Regions from separate parts of the Sus scrofa genome. Here all the other regions are linked to region 3. The links are chromatin contacts, called in public Hi-C and HiChIP or PLAC-seq maps. All regions are on one chromosome and are shown on one strand. Each heading gives the region's core, a stretch centred on a gene start, on an enhancer-like site or on the middle of the called end of the contact. The rest is flanking DNA. Distances are from core to core; before and after follow the strand shown.

Evidence for each region. Hi-C and Micro-C count contacts between places; a contact is called where the count stands out from the background. HiChIP or PLAC-seq counts read pairs in DNA pulled down with a chosen protein or histone mark.
Region 1: a contact with region 3 is called in a Hi-C map of skeletal muscle, with 5 times the contacts expected there. The contact joins the promoter of CSDE1 here to the promoter of BCAS2 in region 3. A contact is called at or near these places in 1 of 5 promoter capture datasets (liver), 3 of 47 Hi-C or Micro-C datasets (heart right ventricle, liver and skeletal muscle) and 2 of 2 datasets of contacts at active chromatin or transcription factors (alveolar macrophages and skeletal muscle).
Region 2: a contact with region 3 is called in an H3K27ac HiChIP or PLAC-seq map of alveolar macrophages. The contact joins the promoter of NRAS here to the promoter of BCAS2 in region 3. A contact is called at or near these places in 1 of 5 promoter capture datasets (liver), 4 of 47 Hi-C or Micro-C datasets (alveolar macrophages, heart right ventricle, liver and 1 more) and 2 of 2 datasets of contacts at active chromatin or transcription factors (alveolar macrophages and skeletal muscle).

Annotation. Positions count from the first base shown.
Region 1 is chr4:105,802,274-105,806,732 of Sscrofa11.1, forward strand. CSDE1 (cold shock domain-containing protein E1) reads left to right here and starts at 2,239. Exons shown (of 19, transcript XM_005655417.3): 1 at 2,239-2,391.
Region 2 is chr4:105,843,043-105,847,325 of Sscrofa11.1, forward strand. NRAS (NRAS proto-oncogene, GTPase) reads left to right here and starts at 2,871. Exons shown (of 7, transcript NM_001044537.1): 1 at 2,871-2,950; 2 at 3,462-3,589. The coding sequence starts at 3,479. It overlaps CSDE1 (cold shock domain-containing protein E1), which reads left to right. Exons shown (of 19, transcript XM_005655417.3): 18 at 877-1,009; 19 at 1,380-2,693. The coding sequence ends at 1,427.
Region 3 is chr4:105,991,155-105,995,749 of Sscrofa11.1, forward strand. BCAS2 (BCAS2, pre-mRNA processing factor) reads left to right here and starts at 1,404. Exons shown (of 7, transcript NM_001244424.1): 1 at 1,404-1,589; 2 at 1,699-1,791. The coding sequence starts at 1,497.

The sequences.
Region 1 (4,459 bases), core at 989-3,488, 190 kb before region 3:
GTTTTTTTTTTTTACTTCAACATTAATCTGAAAAAATATTGTTGCCTTAAAAATGTGATCTTCTAAAAATGAAACCTACCTCTATGAGTGGCAATTGTAGAATGAATAAATCATTTAAGCTAGTGATTTAAATAAAATTAGTCTTACTTTATTGGAACTTAAATATGTGCTTCTGGGTTTATACATACTTGCATTTCATGTTAAATGTAAATTGATACTAATTATGGATCAGGGAGGAATAAAGGCAATTGAGATAAAAGGAGAATGATGAAATAGTTATATAATTTAAGAAGGTCTTTAGAAGCTATAGTTAGATGGTAGAAATTGAGACTTTATTCTTATTCATATGAATTGTTTTTATAGAATGTAGTGATACTATTATTTTTTACATTTTCCTTTGCTGTGATATTTGAGAATGTGTGCTCTTAGACCTAATTCTACTTTTAGCTCAGCTTCACATGACTTTGTTTCTAGTGCAAGAGCCCAGGACAGTTTCTCTGTAACACTAGGTTAGAATATCCAAACTAGATCTATTGCTGCAGAGAGATCAGAAGGAAAAAAAAAGAAGAGCTAGCTTGATATATTTATATTCTGTACTTCCCAACTGAACATTCCACTTTCTAAAAACAACTTACACTGTTGTCCAGTCCTATTCATTCAACAAGCTTTTGAGAGCTGTCTATGCCAGGTGTTGTCAGGAACCAGTGATGCAACGATGAATGTCACAAGTCCTGTTCTAAAGTATCACTAGCTAGTATAAATAATTATAGTAGAATGAGCTGTGAAAGCACTGAAAGTGAAGCAAATATGTGTTCCTGGGAAAGCGTGGGAAGGCAATAAAGAGGCTGCTCTTTAATGAGATTAGACCAATAACAACAGAGGCAAAGAGAAAAATCTTTGAACATCAGAAGTAGGATATTGCTTCCTCTTATAATTCAAGATGATTTGCTCAGAATTGGAGGTTATACGCTGTCCTTCCCTGCACTTATTTCAATGCGTATGTTTAGATTTTGTTTTATTATTGAATGGTGCTAGACTACAAATTCTTTGAGGACAGAACCATATCCGTTTGTTGTTACTACTGTATGCATTCCAGCGATGTCACTTAGGAGATGCCAGACAAATATATGTTCAAAGAGAAAATAAAATGGGTGGGAGAGTTCTCAGAAGAGTAACTGGTCATTTTTGATCCAACACTGTCAAGTAAGAGAGCCACAGAATACGTGAAAAGCATTCCTCTCACCAGAGGGAACTGCTCTAAAGCTTGTCAAGGGATAATTCATTGAACTTTTCTGTGGACAGAATTAACCATTTTCTTCCTTTCCTCTTTCTCCCTTGGATGAATCATCCATTTGCCCTGATTTCAACCTTTTGGTTACTGATTCAGTCTCTTTGATTACCTGACACACTAATAACATCTTCTGGTAACTTGAAAGGTCAGTTGAAGGAGTTTTGGGGTTTTTTTTGTTTGTTTGTTTGTTTTTTGTCTTTTTTGTCTTTTTGCCATTTCTTGGGCCGCTCCCGCGGCATATGGAGGTTCCCAGGCTAGGGGTCCAATCGGAGCTGTAGCTGCCAGCCTATACCAGAGCCACAGCAACGCGGGATCCGAGCTGCGTCTGCAACCTACACCGCAGCTCACGGCAACACCAGATCGTTAACCCACTGAGCAAGGGCAGGGATCGAACCCACAACCTCATGGTTCCTAGTCGGATTCGTTAACCACTGCACCACGACGGGATCTCCGAAGGAGTTTTTTAATGATTATGCTACCCTGCTCCCTCTTGTCCGTCTGTTGCACACAATACAGTTTGTGGGAGACAAATTTTTCACTTAAGGCATCCAAATCACTTTGCTAAAAACCAACTCTATACTAATGAAAACTCCAGTCTAAAGCAGCAGATGAGAGAAAGCTTACACTGTACATAAAAAGAAACTGGAGTTTAGGAGCTTCGGGATTATCTCTCGGAAAAGAGAAATCTTTTATATGACATTCCTGATATGCCCTCCAAGCTATTCGCCCTCGCGGCTGTTTTACCCAGGTCTCTCTGCCTGAAGCATACTCAGGTGTGCAAATCTAAGAGAGGCCAAAAGTCACCCGCCGCCCCGCCCCTTGCGTCCCAGCGGAGTCAGCAAACACTGAGGTTGTTTCCCGCAGCTCACGGGGTAGAGAATCTTAGGGAACGTAGACACCATCTTGGTTGTGGTTAAATGCAGGGTACAAGCTGGCGTCACTCTTCCTTCGTGCGCAGGCGTGTTAGGGATACGCTCCACCCCCCCTTCCTGTGCACGCGCTCGGAGCCCGCAACTCTCGCGAGAGAAGCGAGATTTATTCCTACGTACCGGGCCGTGCTGCTTATGGCGGCGCTGGAGAGGGGGCGCTGAGCTGTTGGGGTAAGTACGACCTCAGGGTCTAATTGGGGGCAGCAAGGACCCGGGCTAAAGGCAGATGTGAAGACCGAGACGAACGGGAGAGACTTCAGAGTTAGATTGGGCACTCCTAGAGCTCCGGGTAGGAAAGAACTCAGCCTGAGTCCCTACCTCAGGCTTTTCCATTCCCTCCTAGTTCGGCTGTCTAGGCCTCACGTTAAGTTGCAGAGTCGAAGAGAAGAATCGAGGCCCGACGGCCGCGTGTGGTAGCAGTGGTGGTGACTAAAGTGGGGGGAGGGAGCGAAAATGGAGGCTCCGACCGCAGCCAAGATGGAGGCAGGGGTGCGGGGCTCGGGCGCGGAGGCTGCTGGGAGTTGTAGTCTGGCTTAGTCCTTCTCTGTGGTTTGATAGGGGAACGGGAACTACAAGTCCCGGCGGGCGGGGTGAGGGGGTGGTGGCGCGGTCCTTTGTGTGATGCTGGAAGAGCCGGAGGCTGAGGAGAGGGGCCTGCTCTGACTCTGGACCCCATAGTTTCTTGCCACCTTCTGGCTTGGGCATCTGACTACGAGTACCAGAGCGCATTGCGGTAGTGGCGCCTCCTTTGTGTACGGACTGAGACCTCACTCCACCTAAGTGCTTAGAGACACCCCCTTTCCTCGGCCACATCTGGCACTGTAGCGCGGCCAAATTGTCGTCCTTCTTTCCATTCACCTAGAGCTGTCTGTCTTGGGTCTCAACACCCACCTAAGCCTCCCTTAGGTTCTTAAGAAAAGGAACCAACCCCTTAGGCACATGGCTCTCACCCCCTGTCCTTGGGGTTGGGGCGAACTCTGTGAGAGGTCAATGGAGTTCTTACCACCTTCTCTTGTTCTTATGGTGCAGGAGCCTGGCCCACATTGTGCAAAGATCGGCTTGGCTTCATCATTCTAAGTAGAGTTAGTTTTTTCTAGAGCCCTGGTCAGAGACACTTTGGAGGTTTTTAACCCCCGATGTTTCATCAGTCCGAAATCTTAGTGCCACGGGTGTTTTTGCTTTAAGGTTTTCCTTTAGAAACATTCAGATGGCTCCTCTCTTGCTTGACTCTCAAGTGAGGCAGGGTATGCTCTCTAAAACAGATCTCAGACTGCAAATAAAAAATCTGAACATTGTGCGATTGATTTCCTTGTTTTGCACCTAAAAGAGCAGAATAATGTGGTCCTCTTTTTAAACAGTTGAGGGACAGCGTGGAGAGGGATGGAGAACGCCCAAAGGCACTGTGATAGTTAAATATTTAAATCTGAAGGACTTAGCTTTTTACCAGAATGGTTCGAACTGGCAGCTAGCTCTTGGCCAGAGCTTCAAATCAATAAAATGTAAGTACCAAATTATAGCCACTAATATAAGTTATTCCATATCAAAACGCTGAGTAATTTTCATTTTTAGTTTGAAGCATTTTCAATACTATATTGAGGGGAAATAAAATAATTTGGTGTCCTTTTAGTACTAATCAATATTGTGTATTTATTGTTGGTGTAGGTAAAGGGGTGGAGTCATAAAATCTTGATAAATTTTCAGCCATGTTTCTTCTTTTTTCCTTTTAGCCATAGGCCCGAAATAAAAGATGGTAGTGGTTTGAGTGATTTTGCAGCTGCTCTGGATGTTTACTCTTGAGATGAGTATTTATAGCAGCTGAGTTGAAAAGTAAAGTATTTGAGGCACAGAAGATAGGTTTTCTTTTTTTGTAAATAAGTTCTGACTTAATAAGTATGATCTTCAGAGTATAGTTAAATTCTGGTAAATTCCTAGCAAATCAAAAATGAGAATGTGAAAGCTAACATGTAGTCCTGCTTTATCCCATTCCTGTTTTCCCCTCCTTTCATCTAAAGACAGACATTGCAGGGCTGTACAACATTTAAAGAATTTTTTTTTTAGTTGTGGTAAGATATACATATATATAGCATTTTAACCACTTTAAAAAAAGTGTATGGTTCAGTAGCATTAAATTCATTCACATTATTGTGAGAACTATACCTTTGACAAGGAAGTTTAAACATGGAAATGCAATGTGGATAGATTTTTAAGGCGTTGAATATGAGGACTGTACTACAAAATG
Region 2 (4,283 bases), core at 1,621-4,120, 150 kb before region 3:
TTTGGTCTTTTTGTTGTTGTTGTTGTTGTTGTTGTTGTTGTTGCTATTTCTTGGGCCGCTCCCGCGGCATATGGAGGTTCCCAGGCTAGGGGTCGAACCGGAGCTGTAGCCACCAGCCTACGCCAGAGCCACAGCAACTCGGGATCCGAGCCGCGTCTGCAACCTACACCACAGCTCACGGCAACGCCGGATCATTAACCCACTGAGCAAGGGCAGGGACCGAACCCGCAACCTCATGGTTCCTAGTCGGATTCGTTAACCCCTGCGCCACGACGGGAACTCCACGTCCTCTTTTTGAACCTCTTGTCTTTGTCTAAATTTTAGTTCCATAGATGTGGCCCAATGAAACATTAATTGGGTGCTTACAGTATAATAAGTCTTAAGTATAAAAAGATTATATAGTTCTGAAGGATTCTGCTTAGCTCTTTTTCTTCCATCAAGCAATTTCTAGGTTATATGCTGCATAAAATTCTAATTTTATAGTTTTTACACTGTGTTTTTGTTTTGGTTAATAACATTTTAGCATGTGAAGAGCTGAGAGTTTCTGGAAATATTTCTTCATATTTTCCTTTTCTAAGGTTTTTCATACCCGCTACTTTGTTTTGTATGTCTGTGGAACTGGTCTTTCTAGTTGCTGACCAGTATAGGGATGCCCCTCACTCAAATGATTCTTCCAGCTCCTACGCAGTAATAAACTGTGAGTTGGGAATAAAAACAAAAACGAACTTGACTGTCCTGTCTTTCCAGCTAGTTAGCTAGGTGAGGCAAGAGTCCCCTCTCATTAAAACTGAGTCATTTGGTTAGGTGAAAATACACTCCTCTGCAAATACCATCTTCTTACCAAGTGTTACTTCTCACTTCTTGATTTTGTCACAGCGAGGGCCCCAAGGCTGTTGCAGCTCCACGACCTGATAGGCTGGTCAATCGTTTGAAGAACATCACCCTGGATGATGCCAGTGCTCCTCGCCTAATGGTTCTTCGTCAGCCAAGGGGACCAGATAACTCAATGGTACGAAGGTGTACAAGGTTTGGGGGCACAACCACTGACAGACCAATATTCTATTTGAAGTCCTATTTTAGACTCAGAGAGCTTAATTTACCAAGAAGCTGCACTGTTACTTATAACGAGTTAGGATTCCCTGCCCATTGTTTCAGCCACTAACATAACAGGTGTTTACAATAAGAAGCACATTTCGTGGTGTTCCTGATACTTTGAACATAGTTTAGGCAATAGATCAGGATGGCTTACTGTAAGATGTCCAGTTCTTTTCTGCCAGAGAATTTGTGGTGGCTGAGACAGTTTAATGCTTTTGTAGTCCATTTTGGAATTGTGAATGTACTGTGTGGTTGTCATTAACTGCAATTTTATTTCTTCACAGGGATTTGGTGCAGAAAGAAAGATCCGTCAAGCTGGTGTCATTGACTAACCACATCCACAAAGCACATCATTAATCCACTATGATCAAGTTGGGGGGATTCTGGTGAAGGGTTCTGAATATCTCCCTTTTCATCCCTCCCAAAATCTGGAATACTTATTATATTGAGCTATTACACCAGTTTTAACACCTTCCTCGTGTTATGTTTAAAAAAATAAATAAATTTAAGAAAACCATTTTAAAATTATGCACAGTTGCAGCCTGGAAAACTTAAGGTGGCGCCTTATAGTATCAATTTTAGGAGCTTTATTTGGTGCATTTAACGCAACTGGTAATTGCAAAATCCACTTCGCCTGTGTAAGTGATACAGACTGTTATCGTGTTGGCCCAATGAAATTCTGCACTTGGTATTTAGTATATACCTTCATTACTTCTGGCAAGATATTCTGCCTTAGCACTCAGTTGCATTCTTTTTCCTTTTCTTTTCTTTCCTTTTCATTATGCTTTAATTCTGAGGACTATATGAGGGTAGAATACATTAAAAATTACAGAAATTTGTATAGGCAAACCATTTCCTTAAGTTGATGGCCAAATGTTAAAATGTTATTTTTCATATCATTTATAATCTTGTCAAAAAGTCCACTTAACCAAGTTTGGTTAGATTTCAGTGAAAATTATCTTCCAGAGTAGGGTGTTTTTTTGTTTTTTTTCTACCCCCCCACCCCGGGATTGGGGGGTAACTTTACTACAATTAGTATGTATGGTGCAGAATTTCATGCAAATGAGGTGTGCCAGCAGTATGATAATTTAAACATATTTAAACAAAAAAAAAGACGAATGCACAAACTTGCTGCTGCTTAGATCACTGCAGCTTCTAGGACCCAGTTTCTTTTAATGATTTCAAAACAAAACAAGAAAATAAAAAAGTTGTGCCTGAAATGAATCTTGTTTTTTTTATAGTAGCCGCCTGGTTCCTGTGTCCTGTAAAAATACAGGCACTTGACCCTTGGTGTAGCTTATATTCAACTTTATATCACGGGAACGGATTGGTCTTGATTTCTTGGCCCTCATCTTGAATTGGCCATATACAGGGTCCCTGGCCAGTGGACTAAAGGCTTTGTCTTAAGATGACAAGGGTCAGCTCAGGGGATGTGGGGGAGGGTGCTTCTGTCTTCCCCGTTGTCGTTTGAGGTTTTGATCTTCTCTGGGTAAAGAGGCCGTTTATCTTTGTAAACATAACATTTTTGCTTTCTCCGGTTTTCTGTTAATGGCGAAAGAATGGAAGCGAATAAAGTTTTACTGATTTTTGAGACACTAGCACCTAAGCGCTTTCATTATTAAAACGTCCTGTATGGGAGGGACGGGTCTGGGTGCGGCCTGCCGCGTGACTCTGGGTCGGAGGCCCACGTGGCTGGGGCGGGGACTCCGGCGCCCGGGGCGCTGACTGATTACGTAGCGGGCGGGGCCGGAAGTGCCGCTCCCTGGTGGGGGCTGTTCATGGCGGTTCCGGGGTCTCCAACATTTTTCCCGGTTGTGGTTCTAATCTGTCCCAAGCGGAGGCGGCGGAGCTTGAGGTAAGTCTTTGGCGTGTGTAGCATTCGGCTTTGGAGCATACTGATGACTCCTTGTTGCCAGGAGTCGAGCGGAACCTGAGAGCTGGAGACAAAGGCCCTGGGCGGGAGGTTTGGGGTGGGGGGTTCTTTCGTTCTGATCCCTTATGGGGGAGCTCTTTGGATACGGGTAGGGGAGTAAGAAGAGGGGGCCACCTGAAGGCCGCCCCCTAGAGCTGAGAAGATTTGCAGGACGAGTAGGAAGAAGGGTTTCCTTTACCCTAGGCTGAGGGCGGGGCCCAAAGACTTGAAAAATAGATGAGGGTGGGGGTAGCTGGAACATTAATCCAGAATTCTGTGGCCAACAGTAACCTGCAAATGTTTTTGCACTCCTGAATCACTTTGAGGACCAAGTGGGTGAAAGTATGGAACCGATACATTTCAAACTCTGGTTTTAGTTACTGTTGATTACAGAAAGCTTTGAAGTACTGTAGATGTGGTTCGCCAGTTAACCCTAACTGCTGCTTTCCCACAGGTTCTTGCTGGTGTGAAATGACTGAGTACAAACTGGTGGTGGTTGGAGCAGGTGGTGTTGGGAAAAGCGCACTGACAATCCAGCTAATCCAGAACCACTTTGTAGATGAATATGATCCCACCATAGAGGTGAGGCCCAGTGGTAGTGCGCTGACCCTTAGCCGCTCTCTAGGTTTACTCTTAGCCATTCCCTTTCCCATCCCCTTCAGCTATACTTTAACTTAACTAAAGGAGTAATCTGGAGAGAAAGTAAAATTGTTTGGGACACTGTGTTCAGTAATACAATAAGTAAAGCTTTCCATGTTTGTGAATAAGGGTTCACTTTATTAGCTGCTGAACATTTTCTAAAATCAGTTTTGTAAACTATTGCAGAATCAATGTTGAACTCCAAGTTTCTACATATATGATAGCTCTGTTAAAAAGAAGCACGGGCCATAGATAGAATAATTGAATAATAGCAGGATGGAGATAAAGGATTCGGAGATGGGTGTTTTTTAGCTAGTTGAAGCAGCTGAGACTGAGTTGGGGTAGAAAGAGTATGAAATTTTGAGTCACTGTGCCTGGGAATACGGTCCCTCTTTGCAGTTTCTGTAGTAATGTGATAGTGAGCAAATCATTTAATCTCTCTGAGCCTCATTTTCCTCATCTATTAAATTACAATAAACTTGTTTTTGCCTGCCACTCAAGGGATGTTGTGAAAAACTATTAAAATTTTGTGATTGGTAGAGCACTGCTGTAACTATTACTTATTTAAAGATTCTTTTGTTTTTGCGAGAGTTCATGTTACACATGGGCTTCAGTAAATGGCATCTAAAGTCCTTTA
Region 3 (4,595 bases), core at 154-2,653:
TTAAAAAAAAAAAAAAACATGTTAAGCAGCTTACCCCAGTGGGGATCTTACCAGACATCTCCCCATTTGGTCACTTCTGAGGGAACTCCAATCCTGAGGGAACAGTTAGTAATTGGGAATTGAGTGTTTATAAAATGGGGATAGAAGGTGTAACTGGTGGATCCTGGCCATCCCTCTGTGAGGAGACTTTTGCTTTGCTACAGGGATGGGGGTCTTATTTTATCCCTGCAATCTGAAGCTGCTTCCTTTTCTTAAGTCTTTTATTTTGCTTTTGTAAAGTATTACAAATTCTGGACATGTTTGTAAAGTAATTGCTCAAGATTTGTATAAAATGTTGTTTACAGATCTTTTAATAAACAAAAAATTCCGTGGATCTCTTGGGAGAATCTTAAATGGCTTAAGTTGTAGATTTTTTACTTCAGTTAAATCTATATAGCTAGCACACTTAATTAATGGTAGGTTAAAAGATAATCCTAGGTTCAAGCTTAATAACCGTGGCCGACATTTCCAGGCTCTTGGCAAAGTCTGGGTCGATATTTGCACACCGGACACGGTATAGAGTCCTACCTACCTTATTTAGTCTTCCCCTGCTTAATCAAAGGGAGCTGGAAATAGGTACTGGCAGTATCACGAGTGTTAGGATGCAATGAGAAAGATTGTCCTGTTACCAGAAGCCCTAAAAGCAAAATGATTGGATTTTATACACGTCCTGAAGGCAAAAATCAGTTTTTTAAAAGATGAGGTTAGTGGGCAGTTACCAATCTCGCCCCGGGGGAAGATCAGGTTCCTTTTGTTAGGCACACTCCAGACTCCAAAGCTTCGCAGTTTTCACTGGAGTCTAACGCCCACTTCTAGAGTCTGCGAGAGCTGCACTTATTCCACTTATTCGGTGCAAAGATTCTCAAGGGACGGAGAACAATAGTGCAGATAGAGCAAGGAAGTGAAAAGGGAGAGTAGTTTAACCGAAGACTGGAAGGTTAGGGGAATAAAGCCGAGGTGGGAAACCAGGATCCTTCTCTTCGCTAAATCTTGCAGCGAGTTCCCTCAAAAGTTTTATTAAAGGGTTTCCCCTCCCTCAAAAGTTTTATTAAAGGGTTTCCCCTCCCAGATATCAGCGAGCCGGAGGAAACCAAAAGTCCCAACTCTTCCACTTGGCTGCCAATCGGAGGCAAAAAAGCGCAGCAGGTGGGGACAGGAAATTGAGACGTTCCTGCAGACTCCGGAGCCACACAACATGACGTCACGTCCGACCAAAACAAGAAGGCTGGACAATTTCTAGTTAGCACGCCCTCGGAATTAACTGAGCATGCGCCAAAAGCTATTACGCAAGCGACGTGCTTAGGACAGTGTCGGCGCTGACGATAGACGTGATTACATGTTCGACGTGATTACGTAGGTGTCGGACGTCGGCAACGTGATTATGTTAATATCGGGTGCAGGCCTATTTAAGCGAGCCTGAGCCCGCGCAGACTCAGAGAAGTCAGGCGAGCCCAAGAATGGCGGGCACCGGTTTGGTGGCTGGAGAGGTTGTTGTAGACGCGCTGCCGTATTTTGACCAGGGTTATGAAGCGCCTGGTGTGCGGGAAGCGGTAAGTTCCGGGTGTCTGTGTGACTGACTCAGCGCTCGCGGACACTTCGGGCTGGAAGACTGACCTAACGATGTGCTCCTCTTATTTTGGCCTCTGTTCTCTTTCTTAGGCCGCGGCGTTGGTAGAGGAGGAAACTCGCAGGTACCGACCTACCAAGAACTACTTGAGCTACCTGACAGCCCCAGATTATTCCGCTTTTGAAGTGAGTGTGATATTTTGAGTCCACGTTATAAACCAGGATCCTGTGAATCTTTGTTTTGGATTGAGAGCCTTAGCCACACAAAAGTGAATTTCAGATTCCAGCTTTAACTGTTACTTGCCTAGCCACAGCTTACTCATTGGTATAGGTAGTGTCAGTCAATTGAAAATAGCTGCATGGATAAACTGTCTCCCGGGTTCTTATTCTTAGAGCCACAGAAGGACTTTCTAGGGCTTCGCGAACTGATCTAACAATGCAAAAACGAATGTTAACGTTTTTCCGAGGTAGGTTCACTGCGTAAATTCTCAAAGGGATCCTTTTCTCTTTAAGGTCTACTGCAAAACAAGTGATCTAGGGTTTTTTAAATACACAAAAGCCTAGTTACCTAAGCTTCTGAGAACCACTGGAGGGCGGTCTTTGAACCAAAGTTTAAGTATTTTCTGAATCTGTGAGAATGACTGAAGAGACAAACCGTATCTAAGTAATGCACCCTTTAAATATTTAGAAGTGCATCTGTAATACTATTTAGGGTCTAATCAGCTAAATGAAATGTAAAATATTTCTAAATTAATGGATTCTGTTAGGCATTTTAGTATATACATGTTCCGTTTTTCCCCATATCTGGTAACCATTTATTTACAAAAGAAATCTCTTATAAAAAGCAGTATTTCTATTGAAGTAACATGAAAAAAATATATCGGTTAAGTTTTAAGTAGGAGAGAGATGTTCCTATGGCATCCTGTTTTCCCATGCTTTTTCTAAATGTCACCCAAATGTAGATGTTACAGTATTAAGAACTATGCACAGGAGTTCTTGTCCTGGCTCACGTGGTTAACGAACCTGACTAGTATCCATGAGGGCTTGGGTTCGATCCCTGGCCATGCTCTGTGGGTTAAGGATCCAGTGTTGCCGTAAGCTGTGATGTAGGTCACAGAGGCCACTGGGTCTGCGTTGCTGTGGCATAGGCTGGCAGCTACAGCTCTGATTCAACCCCTAGCCTGGGAACTTCAGCATGCCAAGGCTGTGGCCCTAAAATGACAAAAAAACAAAACAAAAAAAAAACTAGGTACAGTAATAATAAGTCCTTATTAGCCTGATTTCTGAAAATTTCAGATAACTTCATTCAATCACAAACTTTTAAACACTTGAACAGGTTTTCTTTTTTGGTCTCTTGAGTAGAACCTATACTTCTATCTTTATAATTAGTATAGTGATTCTTAATAGTAGGAGCTAATAGTGTACTGAGCTCACTATCTCAGTCCTAAAAGCAGTCCTGTGAATTGTAAACTGTATGTTTTTTATACCAGTTTTTTGGATAGGAAAAGTGCAGCTTACTAACTTCCCCATGATCTTCAAACTGCCTTTGAAGCTGCTCTTTCATTAATTCATTTAACAACTATTTCTGACATTCTTTTTAAGTTATTGGGGAACAGGAGTTTACATTCTAGAGTGTAGAGACGGATCAGAAATTATTAGATTATTGGTAAAGCTACATGGAGAATTAAAGTAATGATGTGATACAGAGTGACTGGGTGACTACTTTAGATAGGATGGTTGAGGAAGGCCTATGTAATCTGAGATGATACTCCATGAGCAGGGATCCTTTTTGTCTTCTTCACTGTATTTTCATCCCTTAGGACAGTGTCTGGCACACAATAGGCACCCAAATATTTGTCAGTTGAATGTATGAAGAGCTCCTAAGGCATTCTGATTTAACGAATGCTTACCATGTGCCATTCATGCCTGGACTTCTTATATGACAGCCCTGTGAGTGTTGGCTCAGTCTTTGGAGAGAGTTGAGTTAAAATTCCAGATCTCTCACTTATTGGCCATGTGAGTTAGGTAAGGGCTTCTATGTTACGTGGCTCAAGGTTGTGTGTGCTGTATTTTTGTAGTTTCTCTCACCTCATTAGTAGTGTTTACTCTTTATCTGTCACTGTGCATAGCCTTCTAGCTAGAATGCCTTAGTGTCTGCAGGAAACAAAATAACCACATTTTCTTAGAGGTGTGTGCAGCTCAGCAGTATTCCAAAAAAAAAAAAAAAAAAAAAAAAAAAAAGGCTTTCTCCAACAAGACATACTTAATGCAGAACTTTTAAACAAGGAATGTGGGCTTCTGGAAGTCCTTTTTAGCTTACTCTTTAGTCTAAACGGAATAGAATGTTGACCAAAACATTGGCCTGAAGAGGTAGAGCTATACCACATTTTTTTTTTAATAGTAAAATTGTTGGAGCAAACAGCAGAACCAGTTCCTTTTGTCCCTTCTTCTAGTCTCCATTCTTTTTTTTCTTTTTAGGTCCTGCACCCACAGCATATGGAAGTTCCCAGGCTAGGGGTCGAATCAGAGCTACAGCTGCCGGCCTACACCACAGCCACAGCAATGCGAGATCCAAGCTACATCTGCGACCTACACCACAGCTTACGGCAACACTGGATCCTTAACCCACTGAGCAAGGCCAGGGATCTACCAGCATCCTCATGGATACTACTCAGGTTCATTACTGCTGAGCCACAATGGGAACTCTCTCTCCATTCTTTCCAAAGAGTAAAGTGTAAAAAGAGCAGCAAGGATCAAAAAGGAAGTGTAAATTTAGGCTCATAGCTCTAAAGCAAATTATGTATGTCCAGGCCATCTTCTTTCTCCCCTGCCCCCAGTGAATCCTTAGAGCCGTGGTTCTCAGCACAGCCTTCACTTTACAGACAACTGGTGAGTTTTTAAAAAAAGTTATTATAGTGTCCAGTCTCTGCCTCAGAACAATTACTCGGAGTAGGGAAGAGGAGCTACATGTGGCTGGTATTAAAATTGTT